Regions from separate parts of the Gossypium arboreum genome. Here region 2 is linked to region 1. A link is a contact called in public Hi-C data. All regions are on one chromosome and are shown on one strand. Each heading gives the region's core, a stretch centred on a gene start, on an enhancer-like site or on the middle of the called end of the contact. The rest is flanking DNA. Distances are from core to core; before and after follow the strand shown.

Region 1 (2,559 bases), core at 40-2,539:
GTCTATTGGTGGAGGACACAGATAAACCCTAATCACAACGACGGAGATAGCACATTAGCAAGGAAAAAATTTAAACCACGTTATATAGTTTATCTGCCAGTAGAACATACCTTGCGCTTTGAGAAAAGAAAAAAATACATGGAGCAACATAAAATTAAAAACTTGACATTCAAGATTCTTTTCCAGTGATATAAAAAGCATAACCAGTTGAAAATTCAATTTCAGTATATGAAACGGGAATAATCTGGCTATAAAAATCTAGAATCAGATACATGCTTTGATCCAAATGTACGGGGTAGGGGTTATCCAGGAATCGAACCGGGATTGGTATCAACTTATCCACATTTCGAAGAAACTTTAAATTGTCTCGGGTTGCAAATATATTACTTCAGCAATTAATATGCATACTCCCTAGTTTCTGCTTTATACCCACAAATATGGCAATAAGTACACAAGACGATCACCCATTAATTTCCCAAGCATGAGAATTAAAAGAATCTAATAGTCTCCAAAGATAAACAACATTTTTCACATTGATCTATCAACATGGAATACAAGTGCAAGTCAATTCATAAACAGCTATCACAAAAAGCTACGTAATATTAATGAAAGTACCTGATTTGATGTAGCGGTTTCGATAGCAGATCTAAACCAACCAGTAGCACAAATCTTGAAAACACCCAAAAACAAACAAGCCCCACAGAAAACCAAGAACATCCAATGCCCGAACTTCTTCCTCTCTTTCAACCCAAATTCCAGAACCATGGATCCAACGCTCGGCTTCCTTAACAACCCTTTTCTTTGGCTCAACCCATCAATTGAAACCGAACCCACAGCCACAACTCCAACCTCCGATCTGGGTGAGGTTAACGGTAGATCAATCTCATGATGCACGCTCAAGTTATTGTTGTTACTTCCGTTATTGTTGGAAGAACCGACGGCGTTATTGTTGCGCTTGAAGGAGTGAGCTCGGCGAGTCACTGGACCCGAGAAACGCGGGCTGTTAACTCTCTGTGAAACGCCATCGCTCGTGTTGTGGTGGTGGTGATGGTGGTGAGCCATATATAATTTTGGTGTACCTCTACAATCTCACTCACTACACTTGGTATTTATTGGTCTATGTAGTAATCGAAAACTAAGTTTTCAATTAAACCTCCATTAACAAGAAAAAACACTCTGGGATTTTGGGGTCTGGAATCAGAGACTTAGAAATTTCTAAAAACAGAGCGTGTGTTAGGACATGACATGAGTGGGGTGTTGGCCTCTGCATTTATAGTACTGTCTGTTTTTTGGCTAAAAATAGCAGGAAGCCCCTGAACTTAGGCGGATTGTATTTCGGCCACTTTACTGAAAAAATAGCAAATTAATCCTTATATATTTTAAAACATGCAAATTAGTCCATATGTTAAAATTTTCAATTAAATAAATAACCTAGAACATGATGAAAAGAATTTTTATGGGTAAACTATAAAAATATCACCCAATTATATCTTTTATTTTATTTTGGTCACCTAATTATTAAACTTATACGATTTAGTCATTAAATTTTTCAAAATTAAATATCTTAATCACTTTAAGCTAATGTGGACTTTTTTATTGGTCTAGTAGTAAAATTAGCTCTCTAGTATTTACACATTTTATCAATTTGATCTTAAATATAAAAATTCAACAAATTTAGCTCTCAACATTTACAAAATTTTTCATATTACTTTTAATTCTAAAGAGTAGAAAAATTTAACCTCAATATTTATAAAATCTATCAATTTGGTCCTAACTCTAAAAATTAAAATAAATTAAAATAAATTTATTTTTAGCCTTTTATAACCCATTGGTTAATTAGTGATGACAACAAGGCTAGGCGGGGCGGTTTTTCACTCGCCTCGCCCCAATGCTCTACTGCCATGCTTAGACCATAACCTAATCCTAACTTTAAAAATTATTTCTTTGTAATTTTTAGAATTAAGACTAAATTGATAAGTTTTATAAATATTAAAGTTTAAATTTATAAATTTTTTATAATTAAACCTAAAATATTAATAATTAAAATTATAAATTTTTATATTTGAGATCAAATTAATATAATCTGTAAATATTATATTGTAAAGATAAAGAAGCAATTTCGTTTGACAAATAACAAAATAAAGTGACAGCGGGAAGTCGAAGCCACCAAAATTGACTTGGGTGAAAGTACGAAATTGCCCACCCATGTAATTTAATTAAATCAGTTTAAAATGATTAATGTAAAGAAACCTTAATTACAACTGAAAAGTAGAGTAAATTATATTTTGAATTGTGGGGTCCACACCCACTAATATGCGCTCGCCCTTTCATTCATTTACAATAATACCTCTTTTTTCATTCATTTACAATAATACCTCTTTTCTTTTCTTTTACCTTTCCTTTTTTATTTTTATATTTTAGGCTTAAAACCCCCGGAAGAAAAAATTTTAAACTAGTCATTGAGATTTTTGGGATTTTTAGAAAAATTAAAAAGAAATATAATAATAACCTCAGTAAAAATGAAAATAAGACACGACATTCTTCTCTTCTCTTTTTTCA
Region 2 (2,559 bases), core at 41-2,540, 800 kb before region 1:
CCTCAAAAGTCCCAAAAAAGGGGGAAAAAGTAAAAGGCAAAAGCTAATACCTTTTATACAGTTCCCCAAAGGAGCCACCCCAAAGGCGTTTCCTAAACAACCCTTCAGCACACTGGTGGCCTTCCCAAAGCTCGAGCCCACCGGTGACGATCCCAGGGACGAACACAACTGGGTGATTCACCGTCAAGCCCTCTTTCCGCAACTTGACCCCGGGTGGGTCCGTCAACGGCCCTGTTATCGCCTCCGTTACATATTGCGGAATCGAAGCAGGCATTGTATTGTAAAGTAATAACAAGAACCACCACACCGAACATACAAAACCAATGAACCAACAACAACTGTCCCAACATGACCATTTCTTGGAATTATAGCTTTCTTTCCTGGGGCTCTCGTATAGGTTATTCTTCTCATCTTCCTTTACGATGTTGCACCGTAAGTTCTGGGACTTCGAGGAATCCGTCCCCTTCCTCCGCCGCGAAAACGACATCGTTATTTAATGCCAAAATATAATACAGGTTTGTTTCATTAACGGAGACTAATGAGAATCTGATACTAAGACTCTCATTAATTGTGAAAGAAAAAAAGGGGCGGGGGGCTTTTTTCTTCTCACTTGAGCCGGTGACAATAAAAGATAATGACAGCCACCACCGGAGTTAGAGGTGGAAGTATGAGATTGGGTCTTATTTAAGCTTCAAACAGACTCATTTATTTTGATATTCCAGATTCCTCTGGCGAGGGTCCAACTGTGGGTCGGGGATGGCTAAGGAGGCTAGCGTCTCCTTTTTGGACTTTTTTTAAAGCCTGAGCCTGCGGTATAATCTGTTGGGAGCCGCCGGATTGACGATAGAAACTACGGTGGTCAAAGCATCAGACGGCGGTGGTGATGGAAATTAGAAATGGGTGGATTTCAACGGTGATTGGAGGTTGGAGAGGTGTTTTGAGTCTAATATTTCGGAGTAATTAATAATGTTTGTTATGTGCCAAAAACTAAAGATGCTTTCTGACAAATACGCTTGGGAATGGAAGCCACGTGAGTGGGAGCGGATATGTGTAGATAGACCCGAATCGCTCAACGATGTACACGTTCCTGCAATTAAATCAATGATTTTTCAGCTGCAATTTGCCTCAATTTATATTGACCAATTGCCCTAAAAACACAAACCCGCAACACTAGGTTGTTGAGAATGATTAAACTAGTTCTAAAACAGACAACCCTCTGTCAAAAGTTTTACTTCAATATTAGTAATAAAAGGAAATTTGTTTTGGAAATGGGTTGGAAGATCTGATACACCACACCACTTCAGGTAGATGGTAAATGATCAACATGCACAAATGCCAAATCTCTCACTATCATTATTAATGGCACTCACGAGTTGATAACATAGCCCAAGTTAAACGAGTTCTTCGGCCTTCCAATGATGAGACTAAGCCCATCGAGTCTCTCCAGTGGGCTTTTTGAAAACTGAGAAAAAAACAAAAGCAGAAGCTCAGCAATCAGCATCACGCACCAATCATTTCATCATCGGATCACACAGTGTATTAAAAAGGGAAAGGAAACATCATCTGAGCCCAGCAACGGCCTACACCAACCACACTCTTCTACTACCAATATACAGCAACAACTGCAGTGCAATGAGTGCATTTATCCCATTATACCCATAGCTCCTTCGATGAGATTGAGGAGATTATAATTTGGTTTTATCTCTTCCATCTCTTTTCTTTTCTTTTATTAAAACCCTTTTTGTTGTTTAATTTTGTTTTTATTTTGGGTTGGCGCAGAGAATCTTTGATCCTTTTTAATTAAACGTGGCATCATTAAAGAGCTACCTGAGTCTCGAATATCGGGCTCCAGCTCCCTGAAACTTCAGAGGAAAAAAGAAAGAAAAAAAACCCTTAGTTCTCTCTTACCCATCCACTGATCCTCAGATTTCTGGGTTTGCATTAAATTTTGCTTCTCTGTACGGTAAACTCGAAAACTTGTTTATTGTATAATCTAGTTCTCAAATTCTGACAAATCATAAATGTAGTTTTCAATGTATTTCTTTTTATTTAAACAGAAGATTTCTCAGCTTTCAGAGAATTTCGAAACAACAATGCTGACGTGCATAGCTCGTTCCAAGCAACCTGGTGATGACTCGGTGAGTCAACAAGAGGAAATGGACTCTTCCACTACTCCTAACACTAAGCACAACCAAGCCATCAAATCCCTCACTTCGCAGGTAATTAGCTTTCAAATTTACGACGTCAAGGTTTTCCGGTTCTTCGTTCTTTGTTTGGCTTTAATGACTGTGTGGTTTAGTTGAAGGACATGGCGCTAAAGGCGTCGGGGGCGTACAGGCACTGTAACCCCTGCACGGCGCAGAGTCGGTTGAGGAACATGGGCGAGTCTGACGCGGACTCGGACAGGTTCAGATGGCCTTATCGTCGGACGGGGAGTTCGAGCTCAGCGACGCCGAGGACGTGGGGGAAGGAGATGGAAGCAAGGTTGAAAGGGATGTCGAGTTCGAGCGGAGAAGGGACGCCGAAATCGTTGAGCGGACGCCGAGTGGACACGGTCGT

Evidence for each region. Hi-C and Micro-C count contacts between places; a contact is called where the count stands out from the background.
Region 2: a contact with region 1 is called in a Hi-C map of leaf, with 2.8 times the contacts expected there. The contact joins the promoter of LOC108474009 here to the promoter of LOC108473548 in region 1. A contact is called at or near these places in 2 of 5 Hi-C or Micro-C datasets (both in leaf).

What each region holds. Positions count from the first base shown.
Region 1 is chr6:122,281,351-122,283,909 of ASM2569848v2, reverse strand. LOC108473548 (O-fucosyltransferase 35-like) reads right to left here and starts at 1,289. Exons shown (of 9, transcript XM_017775193.2): 1 at 616-1,289; 2 at 1-28. The coding sequence starts at 1,062.
Region 2 is chr6:123,086,217-123,088,775 of ASM2569848v2, reverse strand. LOC108474009 (phospholipid:diacylglycerol acyltransferase 1-like) reads right to left here and starts at 1,290. Exons shown (of 7, transcript XM_053029523.1): 1 at 51-1,290. The coding sequence starts at 487. It overlaps LOC108470932 (protein Brevis radix-like 4), which reads left to right and starts at 1,314. Exons shown (of 6, transcript XM_017772463.2): 1 at 1,314-1,958; 2 at 2,070-2,219; 3 at 2,300-2,559. The coding sequence starts at 2,094.